Regions from separate parts of the Sus scrofa genome. Here region 2 is linked to region 1. Evidence: chromatin contacts called from public Hi-C data. All regions are on one chromosome and are shown on one strand. Each heading gives the region's core, a stretch centred on a gene start, on an enhancer-like site or on the middle of the called end of the contact. The rest is flanking DNA. Distances are from core to core; before and after follow the strand shown.

Evidence for each region. A called contact is a pair of places that touch in the nucleus more often than the background predicts.
Region 2: a contact with region 1 is called in a Hi-C map of embryonic fibroblasts, with 2.8 times the contacts expected there. The contact joins two enhancer-like sites. A contact is called at or near these places in 7 of 47 Hi-C or Micro-C datasets (alveolar macrophages, embryonic fibroblasts, heart right ventricle and 3 more).

Annotation. Positions count from the first base shown.
Region 1 is chr9:91,339,784-91,346,863 of Sscrofa11.1, reverse strand. No RefSeq gene overlaps it. Among named protein-coding and RNA genes, the nearest start is that of RAPGEF5, 110 kb to the right of the region's middle. Within about 2 kb of position 2,808, at least 7 of the 83 cell types and tissues checked have an H3K27ac peak or open chromatin away from gene starts, as enhancers often do. A contact at or near this core is called in embryonic fibroblasts, where this site is marked.
Region 2 is chr9:91,837,439-91,844,295 of Sscrofa11.1, reverse strand. No RefSeq gene overlaps it. Among named protein-coding and RNA genes, the nearest start is that of FAM126A, 19 kb to the right of the region's middle. Within about 2 kb of position 2,930, at least 3 of the 83 cell types and tissues checked have an H3K27ac peak or open chromatin away from gene starts, as enhancers often do. A contact at or near this core is called in embryonic fibroblasts, where this site is marked.

The sequences.
Region 1 (7,080 bases), core at 1,559-4,058:
TCAGAGGTATGGATCCAGGCCATTCATTGGAGTTTGCAGGTGAGATGTAACCTCTCTACCATGGTCATCCCAAGAAAGAAGCCAAGAGAGGCATTTCTGAGACCTTGTGTGTTGACAACTTTTTGAATGAGATGAAGGGATTGGATGCAAAGACAGCCCCCAGCGCTGAAGATCAAGAAATATCTGTAAGCCCCCCAAGAAGCCTATAGACAGCCGCAGAACACTTTTGGTCAAGAACACATTTCCAGGAGTTCCCATCGTGGCTCAGTGGTTAATGAATCCAACTAGGAACCATAAGGTTGCCGGTTCAATCCCTGGCCTCGCTCAGTGGGTTAAGGATCCGGCATTGCCATGACCTGTGGTGTAGGTTGCAGACTCGGCTTGGATCCTGCGTTGCTGTGGCTCTGGCGCAGGCCGGCAGCTACAGTTCTGATTAGACCCCTATCCTGGGAACCTCCATATGCCGTGGGAGTGGCCCCAGAAAAGGCAAAAAAAAAAAAAAAAAAAAAAAGAACATATTTCCAAAATGAGAGCCTTCTCAATGATGGTGAACAGAACTTCACCATCCATGCCCCAGAAACAGGTCAATGCAGTTTTGGGCAGCCCAGCTTGCTGAAATGGTGTGTTTCAGGCTTTCTCAGGGCCAGGAACTTCCCAGGAAGAAGGGTCCACCCCCCCCCCACCCCCACCATACACACCCCGCTGCTGGTGCCCCCTCCCTCTGTGCTCACCTGAAGTCCAGATGCCAGGAAGAGAAGAAGGAAGCTGGGTCTTCAGCTTCCTCCCCCAGCAGCCCTGAGGCAGACAGAGCTGGCCGTGAGGAAGTGGGAAGTGGAAGTGCATTTGCTCCTCCTTCCAAACCTGAAGCCCATGGTTTTACTGCTCTTTGGAATTCGCCATGGATGTAAAAGACTCAGCACCTGTATCCACCCCTATACACAAGTTACTGAAAAGTACATCATTAATGCTAAGAAAGCACTCACTACCTGAGAGAGGAAACCAGTAGGAGGTAAAAACTAGGGGATTCTTGGTTTCAGATGTCTGATTTGACCTGATCAGGGCATTTCTGCTGCCTGTTAGATAAATCTGAGATGCTGCCCAAACTGGAAGTGCACATTGGGGAAAGCCACTGTCGTGTGCATTTGCTGATGACTCAGCCTATCTCAGGTCCTTTGAAAATGATATTTCCCGCTATGTGACTTCTCCCCTGCCAGGCTTCTCTTCAAAGATCCAGGGTGGGTGTGTGGGGAACAAAAACCCCCAAACAACCTATATGCAAAATCTGATCCTTCCATATTCCACTATCACAGTCATGTCAGCAAACATCCATGCTATCCAAGCAGTCTGCATTTTATGAGATAGACTTAGGAAAGCAGAAACTCCCCCAGGAATCAGCATCCAGGTCCCAGCACAGAAATACTCGCAGACTGGTTTCACTTGATCAAACCAGCCTCTGAGGCCATATTGTCAGAAGACAGAGAAAGTAGGAACCCTAGAAAACCACATGGGGGAGTTCACTGGAGTCAAACCTGATTCAGTAAAACCAAGGTGATAAAACTTGAATGAGTCAATTATGCAAGAATGTGATTAGATAAAATCATCTTGTAGATTCACTGACTAATCATGGAAAAGAAGTAATTTCCATGAAAAAAGCAAGCATGCTGTGGGCACAGATAAGATACTAACAATGGCTAGGGAAGCTGGGAGCTCTCTGGCTGTTTTTCCTGGCACTATGGGAGACTTATGGTCATGGACCAATAAGAACCCACTGCTCTGTACCCAGAACCTCGTGCAGATTTTCCCACGCATTTGTGCCTTTATTCCCAGTAACAGTCATACACAAGTTGTATTACTTTCCTCATCTTTCAGATAGCAGAACAGGTTCAGAAAAGTTTTTAACTACCCCAGGTCACACAGGAGGAAATGGAGCTTGACAGAGAGGGAACCAGGTGTTCCCACTCCAAGTTGCAGGCTCTTAGCCAGCTCCCAGTGACAGCGGAAGCACTGGACCACGGTGCAGCACAACCTCGAGGGCTTGTTTCAGTGCCTCAGGGGCTCCCCTTAACTGGCCTCCTCTTTATCCAGATCCGTGCTTCTCCGTCTTTGGATGCATCCTCAGCATCCCCTGCGTGGCTGGTCAGAGTCCAGACTGCTGGACCCCATCTCTGGTCTTTCTTTTTTTTCTTTTTTTGATCTTTTTGCTATTTCCTGGGCCGCTCCTGCGGCATATGGAGGTTCCCAGGCTAGGGGTCTAATCGGAGCTATAGGTACTGGCCTACACCAGCGCCATAGCAACGTGGGATCCGAGCCACATCTGCAACCTACACCACAGCTCACTGCAACGCGGGATCGTTAACCCACTGAGCAAGGGCAGGGACTGAACCTGTAACCTCATGGTTCCTAGTTGGATTCATTAACCACTGCGCCACGACGGGAACTCCATGGTCTTTCTGATTCTTCAGGTCTGGGCTGGAGCCTGAGAGTTTGCATTTCTAACACATTCTCAGATGTTGCTAGTGCTGCTAGCCCAAAGGACTGCAGTGGAAGACCACAGAAGTTTTTTTAGCTATCATCCCTGGGGGTTGGCCTGCACGCCAATAATCAGTTATAACAACCATCCTTTTTTCTACGTAAAACTGCCCTCTGAGTTCTGGTAAGTCTGTTTCAGACTCACCCTGTTTGGAAGTGGATGTTTCCTGAGTATTTACAGTCGGCTTGGGCTCAGACTGCAAACTCATGCCTGGAGGAGCTTGTAGAACTGTAGTGGCTGCAGGCCTAGGACTTTTTTTTTTTTCCTTTCCCCTAGCCAAGTTGCCAGGTTGTGAGGTTTGGGTCCAGGAATGCTGTTAGAATGCTGGGCAGTCAAGACTGTCTCAGCCTGCTATGCTCTGCCTCTCCACTTTCCACTCCCTCCCTCCATTCTTGTCAAAATTATTTATGTCCTCTACTGTATAAAAGACACAGATGCAAGCCACATATGTAATGGCATTTTTGTAGTAGTGACATTAAAATTATCTTATTCTTTTTTCCCCTTTGAATCTTTGAAATCTTTTTGTTCCATTTTGTTTTGCATTTCTTTTGTTACCAGTGAGGTTTCATATTTCCCCCTATTTGTTGGTAATTTATGTCTCTTTGTACCTTTGCTTACATCATCTTTCTTCTATTGGGTTTGTCGGGGGTTTTTTTATTTAAAGATTTTAATTTTTTCCATTATAGCTGGTTTACAGTGTTCTGTCAATTTTCTACTGTAGAGAAAAGTGACCCAGTCACACATACATATATACATTCTTTTTATCACATTATCCTCCATCATGCTGATCTTAGTTAATCCTGCAGCCTATCTCAATGCAGACAAGCTGGATTCCAGGTGCCCAGGAACCCCATGTAGCTGGTGACCCCTGTGTTGGACAGCGTTCTCTTGCCTTTGGAATTGTTGCCAGGTCTGAACCTAAAAAGAACTATTTTATGAAAGTCATGAAAGTAAGAGTTGTCCAGATAGTCATACCTTTGCATTGGTCTATGTTTAGTAAATGTACAGATATAGGTAACCAAAACATGGCTGTGCCTCCGAATTAACTGGGACACCTATTAAAAATATGACAGGAGTTCCCGTCATGGCTCAGTGTTTAACAAATCCAACTAGGAACCATAAGGTTGCCGGTTTGATCCCTGGCCTTGCTCAGTGGGTTGAGGATCCGGCATTGCCGTGAGCTGTGGTGTAGGTTGCAGATGCGGCTTGGATCCCACGTTGCTGTGGCGCTGGTGTAGGCCAGCACCTACAGCTCCGATTAGACCCCTAGCCTGGGAACCTCCATATGCCGCAGGAGCAGCCCAAGAAATGGCAAAAAAGACAAAAAAAAAAAAAAAAAAAAAAAAAAAGATGACAGCCTGTATCTAACAGCAGAGCTCCTTAATTACATGGGGTGGAGGAAGAGAGCTCTGCATTTTTAATGAGGGTAATTTTGCAGCAACCAGCCTAGGACTTTCCACAGAGGGACATTTCCAAATCACCATACAGAGAACTACAAATCTCATCTAGGAATCTCAGCCTAGAAGCCAGAGGCCAGAGTCTGGCTTCTTTACCTTTCTGTCAAACAGCCTATTTGTACCTGAAGCCTGATTTGCACTGGGTATCATTTCACTGAAATAGCTTAGCATCCAATTTGTAGGAAAACACTGTTCACTTGGCTTTCTTATCTTTGTGGGAGACATATGTAGGGAATTGTGTGCACGTGCTGCCACCTAGTGATGGAAGATGCTGTTGGCACATGTTGGAATACATGTGGGCTTGCCCTCTGCTGGCAGAGGCTTGGGCAGTGTATAAACAAAAGAGTTCTCAGATGTGGTCCCTGGAACAGTAGCAACAGCAGCCTCTGGGTACTTGTTAGAAAAACAAAATCCTTGCACCTTACCTCAGATCTGCTGAAATAGAAGCTGGGAGGGTGGGCCTAGTCATCTATGGTTTAATAAGCCCTCCAGGTAATTCAAATGCATGCTGGAATTTGAGTCTCACAGTTACAGCCTAAAATAATAGTTCTTGATCTCCTAGCAGGGTGGGCAGTTGTTCTAGGGGGAAAGATACAAATGCACATACATCCAGACTTTCACAGCCACTTCAGGAGAATTCATAGACCACATAAAAATGGAACTTTTCCAAATTCTGTGGAGGTGGGGGTGAAGGTGGGGAAACGGAGTAGAAGTAAAGAATGGTCTATTCTTCTTGTACATGGCATTGTACATACTCTGGTTGTAGGATCTATATCCTGGTTAGAATCAGCGGGTTTTAAAATTCTGGTGGCCTATACAGTGGGTTAGTCTAGGTTAGGAAAAAATAAATTTACTCAAGTAAAATCGCACTGTACAGTAGAAAATTGATGGAACACTGTAAACCAGCTATAATGGAAAAAATAAAAATCATTATAAAATTAAAAAAAGAAAAAACATGTTTTTAAAATTAAAATATTTAAAAATTTTCAGTAACAAAACTATTTCAACAATATAAGTTTAAAAAATCAAACTGTTAATGATCCAACAATAGGAAGCCTGAAATTTTCATCAGAATAACTAGGAATTGAATATCACTAGGATGTGATACTTGGTTTCAGTGGAGTTACTTATCTTGCTCCGACAGAAACAGTATCTTTTTGGCAGTTTCAATGCTTACTTGTTCCAATATCTCATCTTCTGTAGAGATAATTGCTGTATTTGACAGGCTTTGATCCTGCTATGATCCTCATATGCAGTACAAATGTAGGTAGTTTTTAAAAATAAAGTTTGAGAGGCTATGTTTTCTACTGGCTGTATTCTTCACTGGCCAAGTTAACTATATTCTGAAAGTTCCAAAAGTATTTGGAGATTCCTGGTATATTATTGTTATAACTATACTGCAATGCCTAAAAGAGACTCATATTAGAACTTAGAAAGCAATTTAAAGTTTTCAGTTCCTCAGACTTGGTGACCCATCATTATCACATCCCTTACTATGTTTTTAAATGAATTTCACGAGCAAAGTTGACATTCTAGAGAAGTGGTATATAATAAAGTAGCTTACCTCTACTTTAACTTTTCTAATTATATGTCATCCAGAAAACTTGGATGTCCATGATATTCTTTCAGTATTATAAATTTTCTTTTAATGATGAAATTACTAAAATTATTGTCAAAAAAGAAATTGATTTGAAAGTCTAATTTGGGGTCATAGAAGGAGTGTCATGCACATTGAGTTTGGTTCGTGCATTGTTTGGCTTGTATCATTGATTTTACTGTATATATCATCTGAAATTAGTACTGGGTAAATAAAATCTATAGTTAATATTTTCAGTAATGTACCTTAGGCTCACATCTGAAAGTCTTTATCAATAAAATCATCAACAATTTTCTTTTTTGGCCACCCCCATGGCATATGGAAATTCCCAGGCCAGAGATGGAATTCTAGCCACAGCGGTGGCAACGCCAGATCCTGAACTCACTGCACTGGGCTGAGGATTGAACCCATGCCATGGCAGAGACAACACCGATTTTAATCCACTGTGCCACTCTAAAATCATTGACAATTTTTAAGTGAGTATTGCATACTGTTTTTTTAACTCAACATTTCCACTCTGCCTTTGAAAATGGCCTCAAATTTAGTTTTGTTGCATATGTTTTTTAATGAAATTCTGTACTTCATGTACAGAATTGCACATGTAGAGATCTTGGGTTATATTTTATTTTATTATTTTTTTTCTTTTTCAGCCATGCTTCTGGCAGATGGAAGTTCCTGGGCCAGGGTCCAAATCTGAGCCAGAGCTACAACCTATACTGCAGCTGCACAACGCTGGATCCTTAACCCACTGCACTGGACTAGGGATCTAACCAGGGCTTCCACAGAGGCAAGCTGGATCATTAGCCCACTGTACCACAGCAGGAACGCCTTGGATAATATTTTAGAAACTCAAAGTTCCAAAAGAGATTTTTGCTTCATTATTCACTATCAAGTGAATACAGAGTAAGACAGAATGTCCTAGAAATACTTTAGAGGACTCTCTGTTATAATTAATTTTGTTTCCTATACATATTTACAGAATTACGGTATTCTTGAACTTCAAAATTATGTTTGGTTTAGATGGAGTTTTTAATAAATGGTCTGCAGAAAACATGCAATATCTTCTCTTCTATTAGATAGTATTTGAGGGGTCAAATGTATATAGAGGGGAACAGTTACATGGGAAAAATGAACAACCTAATGATAACTGTGATCTGTTCTTCAGAGACTTGTATCCAGTATAACTGGATGTTTTAAAAAAAACAATCCAGGAGTTCCCATCATGGCGCAGTGGTTAACAAATCCGACTAGGAACCATGAGGTTGTGGGTTCGGATCCTGGCCTTGTTCAGTGGGTTAAGGATCTAGCGTTGCTGTGAGCTGTGGTGTAGGTCGAAGACGCATCTCAGATCCCACGTTGCTGCGGCTCTGGCGTAGGCCGGCGGCTACAGCTCCGATGAGACCCCTAGCCTGGGAACCTGCATATGCTGCGGGAAGTGGTCCTAGAAAAGGCAAAAAGACAAATAAATAAATAAATAAAAATAAAAAACCATTCCA
Region 2 (6,857 bases), core at 1,681-4,180, 500 kb before region 1:
TTTTCAAGTTTATTTGGACTAATTTTGGACATATTTGCCTCCTCCTTTTTTGTATCTTCCTTTTGTCCTTGTAGGGGAACCTAACACTGAAATTTAAAGCAAACTCAGGGAGCAGTTCCCATCGTGGCTCAGAGGAAAAGAATCTGACTAGCATCCATGAGAATGCAGGTTTGATCCCTGGCCCTCCTCAGTGTAGGTTACAGATATGGTTAGGATGCTGTGTTGCTGTGGTGGTGGTGTAGGCCAGTGGACTAGCCTAGAAACTTTTATATGCCGCAGGTGTGGCTCTAAAAAGACCAAAACCAAACAAACAAGAAACCAAACCTCAGAACTTCTTATTTTGCAAGTATTTGAAAGGGCTGTGTTTTCTACTTCTATTACTTCTGATCATTAAAAATGATGTGATGATAGAGCCACAAGAAATTTGTCAATTAAATATTTCTTTAAACCTCATGGGAATGAATCATAAAATAGCTACTACATATACCCTTCTAAGCTTGAAGGGTAGACTTTTTCTCTCGTCGATGTAGCTACTTCAAAGGGAGCTGTCTTTCCCTGGAAGCTCTGGTCTTTGTTGTCATGAGCCAAATGACTCTCCCCAAACTCTGTCTGTGGCTGCTTTTACTCCTCCCTCACTGAGGGGCCTATGAAAGGGAAGAGGGGACTCCTTACCCCACAGAGAATGTTATCTTTTGAGATTAACACAGGTTAAGAGGAATACTTCTGAAATTTGAAAATAATCTTCCAAATTCCAATGGAGACCCATGCATCCCACTCTGGGAAGAGATGGGTAAGAGAGCATGGTTATGGGGGAACTGATAGAAGATATAGGATTGCTCTGTCCTGAACATAGTCTTCTCTCTGGTTTCTTTTTTCTTTTTCTCTTTTGGCCTCACCCATGGCATATGGAAGTTCCCAGGGTGGGGATCAAATCCAAGCTGCAGCTGAAACCTACTACACAGCTGAAACAATGCCAGATCCTTAACCCACTGTGCTACAGTAGGAATTCCCTTTCTGGGTTGCTTTTTTTTTTTTTTTTTTTTTTTTTTTTGTCATTAGGGCCACACTTGTAGCATATGGAAGTTGCCAGGCTGGGGTTGAATTGGAGCTGAAGCTACCAAACTACCACAGCCACAGCAATGTGGAATCTGAGCTGTGTCTGCAAACTACACCACAGCTCATGGCAATGCCAGATTCTTAACCCACTGAGCGAGGCCAGGGATCTGACCCACATCCTCATTAATACTGTTTGGGTTTGTAACTGTGGAGCCACGATGGGAACTCCCCTCTCTGGATTCTTATACCTAGAAAAATTTTAGTCAAGAAGGAATAGGCATGAAGTCCCCAAGTGGTTCAGCAGGTTAAGGATCTGGTGTTTTCATTGCTGTGGCTGTGGTCACTGCTGTGGCACGGATTTGATTCCTGGCCCAGGAACTTCCACATGCTGTGGGTGCAGCCAAAAAAATAAATAAATAAAAAGGAGGGCACAGGCAGATTTTTTTCCATTCCTAGTGCTATATAATCAGATCATTTATGAATGGAAATATTGGGGGAATTAATAATTAATGTTCTAAAATATTTCCCACTCATCTAGCAAATAACATTTCTCATGAGACAATAGGCAGGGGAGGAAATGAACATTTATTAAATCTCTATTATAGTCTAGGCACTGTGCTAAGCACTTTAGATGTTTTATCTCCTTTAATCCTTACAAGTCTTATGCAAAATGCTGTTTTAGGAGTTCCCGTCATGGCTCAGTGGTTAACGAATCCAACTAGGAACGATGAGTTTGCGGGTTAGATCCCTGGCTTCGCTCAGTGGGTTAAGGATCCGGCGTTGCCATGAGCTGTGGTGTAGGTTGCAGATGTGACTCGAATCCCGCGTGGCTGTGCCTGTGGTAAAGGCCGGTGGTTATGGCTCCGATTAGACCCCTAGCCTGGGAACCTCCATATTCCACAGATGCGGCCCTAGAAAAGACCAGAAGACCAAAAGCCAAAAAAAAAAAGAAGACAAAATGCTATTTTATAGATTGAAAATTAAGGTTCCAGAGAAGTTAGGTAACTTCCCTGAAGTCACAGATCAGGAGATTGGTGAAGCCAAGATTCAAATATATTCTGAATTTAAAGTCCACATTCTTTTCATTTTATCACCTGTGTCTTTCCTTAAACGTATAATGAGCTAAGCCATAAGAAACCAAGCGGATTATAGAATTACAAAGAGTTAGTATAATAGAGGTCAGGGAGGGTGGGCCAGTATACATGGAGCAAATGGACTGTGGGGTCAGATAGAGTTGAATCTCAGATTCTTCCCTCAGCAGCCTTCTGCGTTTGGGCAAGTCATACATTTCATAGGGGCTATTCTGAGTATTCAATGATAGCATGCTAAATAAAATCCTAGTAAGCACTTAAATACTGGCTACAGTTGTTTTTGTTTTCAAGAATTTAGGAGTTCCCACTGTGGTACAGTGGGATTAGCAGCATCTCTACAGTACCACGACACAGGTTTGATCCCCAGCCTGGCACAGCAGCTTAAAGGATTCCTGGCCCAGGAAATCCATATGCCATGAGGCAGCTGAGAAAAAAAAAAAGAAAGAAAGAAAAAGAAAGAAAAAGAAAAGAAAAAAAGAAAAAGAAAAAGGAAAGAAAAAGAAAAAGAAAAGAATGTAAAGGCTCTCTGTTTCAACACCCTTACAGAAATAAAAGCTGAGGTTCATAGCCTCTCAGTGCATTTGCCAAGGGTATTGGTGGGTTAATCAGTGACACAACTAGAACTGGATCTCATCTCTTTTGAGTCCTGATATATACTCTCTGTCTTTCCAGGATGCAAAACACTCACCAGAATATTTCAAGAGAGTTTTTGAACGAGTCATCTACATGATGTAACCCCCATGGAACAGGATATTTGAAACTAGTGTTATTTTTGAGAAATCCAGATTGTGGACACCATTAGTAGTTCAACAGGCATAACTTCCTCCTTCTCCTCCTTTCTAACATAACCCCAATTTTATTCAAGTGTCCACCCCTTCTCCATGTCCAGATTCTGTTTAGTCTAAAACAGTGATCCTGAAACTTTAGAATATATGACTTAAAACTCAGATAGCTGGCCCCCACCCCCAGCAGTTCTCATTTAGTAGAGCTGGAGGGAGGCCTGAGAATTTGCTTTTCTAAGAGATTTTCAAGTTCCCAGCAGTTCAAGCCACCAATCTGGGCCTGTACTTTGAGAATCATTGATTTAGGACAATCCTTGACATTCCTCCGTTCTGGGAATGGGCAGGTGTGGTAAATTGGCCCAATCAGACCAAAGGTAAAGGTGCATTTTCCTTGGTTGGAAGATTTACTCTCTCCTGTTGTAGATGAATAATGAACAGTTGTTGGTTGCTGGCAGCCATCTTATTACCATGAGGAGACAACTGGCCTCAGTAAACAGTCAGTGCTGCAGATGGTCGAGCAGAGAGAAGGATGAGGCCCACATTTTTGATGAATTCATTGAGCCGCTGTATCACCCAAGCTGAGGTTTGGGATTCCTCTGTACCTCCTGGTATTCGAGGTTATGCAAATTTCCTTGTTTAAGCAACGTCAAATCAGAACTTCCATTACTTTGGCCATCCTTAACTACTTAATGTCAGATAAATTCCTAAAGCTCAATGAAATGAAAATAAATGCATTTGAAATGAGTAACATTTTTAATTTGAGATTTTTCTCTTCCAAGTAACTGACAACTTTATTTTTCATTAATGAGATAATGCATATATAAATATAAATATATTTCTATGCTTTAAATCACGGAAAATGCTCAATAGAAGCATGACCCTACTCTTACTGCTTGCATGACATATTGTGGGCAGGAAAGACAATTCTCTTTCAAAAGATTTGACATGATTAGTTAATAGTTGTCAGTGAGAAACAAACTCTGGTACATTGCTAAATTAGGAAACACTTGAGATTCTTAGACAAGATAAATTTCTTCTAAGGAAGCTGGAAGCTGATCCATGTAATTTTTTTTGGCTGAACCCAGGGCGTATGGAAGTTCCCTGGTCAGGGATTGAACCCAAGCCACAGGAGTGGCCCAAGCTGCTGCAGTGACCCAGCACCAGATCCTTAACTCACTGTGTGCCACAAGAGAACACTCACATAATCTTTATTGCAGTGTGGTAGAGGCTCCATTCTGTTTAAAAGTCGAGGTAGGAGCAGAAGTGAAGTAAATTCACCTCCTTCATGCTTTATGTTTTTACTGTAAGTAATAGCAACTATGATAAGGACATTACAAATAAAAAAGCAAGGAGTTCCCACTGTGGTGCAACAGATCAAGGGTGTCTCTGAGTGGCAGTGATTCGGGTTCAATCTCTGGCCCATTGTAGTGTGTCAAGAGTCCAGCATTGCTATAACTATGGTCTAGGTCGTATATTATATGGTTCTGATTTGATCCCTGGCCCAGGAACTCCATATTGTCTCAAGTTGTCCAAAAAAGTAAAAGAAAATTTAAAACGCAACATTCTGAATAAATCTGTTCTTTCTTCTAGTATCTTGGAACTGGAATGTGTGTGTGTGTGTGTGTGTGTGTGTGTGTGTATGTGTGTGTGGGTGTATTTACCCGGTTCATTTCTTCCTTGTAAAAATATGCCATTCATTGTGACTGTAAGCAAACAATATTTTTGTCCATGATTGTGATGCATTTCTATGTAAAACTTCTCTGCGTGAAAGGTCATTTTATTGTGGTATAGGCATTCAGTTATCCTTCAGAAATTGTATGTTACCTGATGAGAGAGTCCATCTGAGACTTTAAGGGTTTTTTTTGTTGTTGTTTGTTTGTTTGTTTGTTTTGGCTGCTCCTGTGGCGTGTGGAAGTTCCCGGGCCAGGGACTGAACCTGAACCACAGCACTGGCCCTAATGCAGTGGCCCTAGATGATGCTGGATCCTTAACTTGCTCTGCCACAAAAGAACTCTGAATTTAGGTTATTTTGAAGGGGGCGTTAAATTCAAGTTTTGAGTTTTTTTCTGTGTTCTCTAATCCAAAGATCATGATGAATAGTAATAACAACATTTGTTGCTACTTATTCTGTGTCAGACATTGTACTAAGTGCTTTACAGGGACTAGCTCATTTCATTCAATCATTAATTCATTCAACAAACATTTGCGGAGCACTTAGCGTTTGCCAGTGTGGTACTCTAGAGACCATGTTCAGCTATAATGTTTATTAGGGAGGAAAAGAGCGGAGGTCTGATTTTGAATACTAGTGCAAGAGCCACGTTGCACAGCAAGTAATAAAGAGGTCAAGAAGATTCAAATAGTGTTTTTCTCTTTTTACTCCCTGAGTTTCTCCTCTCAGTATGATAGATTGTGTTCTTCAAAAGTTCGTTCCTTGATATTTCCACAAGAGAGTGATAATAGGTGTTATGTTAAAAGTTCATTGCTAAGAATTTAAGGGGGAACATGGGGATTCAACCATTGAACGGGATTCTGCCTACAGGAGTTCTCAGTACCTTTAGTATGATTTGGGGCTCTCCAAGGAGTTGCCACTTTTTGCATTATTTCCCAAACTTATTTGATCATAATCTCCCTGCAACCTGTACCCCATAGGAGGTGCAGTGTTAGAACTCCATGGTACATAATTTAGGAAAGATTTAGCTAAGAGATTTTTGCTTTTTAAAAGTGTTTTCATTCCTCCTTCTACTTCATATCTCTCTAGTGCTCTAAAAGCTCCAGGTTTCATTCTCTGAAACTATAAACTCCCTACCTCCCTGACAATCTTATATGTCTTCGACACATCTAGTTTTCAGACCTCACAGACATTTCTAGTCAAGTTTGATGTCTCTATCAAAGATCTTTACCTTCTCAAATCCCTTTATTCCTGGATGATAGAGTAGCCTCAATCCACAATAACTGGGAGATGAGGGAAGAAGAGGACATCAGGAGGGAGGTTAAAGCCAGAAAGAGTCAAAAATGTAAATTTCAGTAAATAAATAAAACTTGGCACAGCCCTTCTGAAAAACTGCCAACTCCTGACTGAAACCAAAATGTATAAAAATTTAAGCCATGGATTATGTTTATCCTGGATGCAAAATGAAAGGGGAAACTTGGAAACTGCCTGCTGAATCTGGTCACATTTCCAAGTCAAGTTCAATAATTATTATCTTTTTTTTTTTTTTTTTTTTTTTGCCTCTCTAGGGCAGCCCCCGCAGCATGTGGTATGTGTCTTTCTGGAGATGAAATTTTTACCTCTCTTTTTCCTTCTCTTGGAGACTAAGGAGAACAGAGAAATTGAATTTTGAGAGAGAAGTAAGATGAAGAGTAGACCCAGCGGGTCTCAAAGGTGAAGAGCAGCAGCAGGGAAGAGTGTAAACACTCACAGTGCCTGGACGTTTCTGTGGAGCCAGAGGGCAGGATTGGGTTGACACCTCACAGTCATCCTCTGTGACTTTGAATAAGCTCTGGGGTCCTCAGTTTTCTCAAAACTGAGGGGACTGGCTGCTGAGCTGAAAGCAAAACGATCCTTATTTGATCGTTTTTACCCAGAAGTCAGAGTGTGGAAGAAGAAGTCTGGTTATTCTCTCTCTCTCTCTCTTTTTTTAGGACTGCACTCACAGCATATGGCGGTTTCCAGGCTAAGGGTGGAATCAGGCTGCACCTGCTGGCCACAGCCACAGCCACAGCAACACTGCATCCTTAACCCACTGATCAAGGCCAGGGATAGATCCCACATCCTCATGGATACTAGTCAGATTCTTTTCCGCTGAGCCATGATGGAAACCCCAGGCCTGGTTATTCTCTATTTCCTCCCCAGAGCCTAGCATGCTCTGGTGCTAAAGAGGCTCTCCCTACTTACATTGCATCTCCTGGGCTCTTCTGCTCTCTGGTT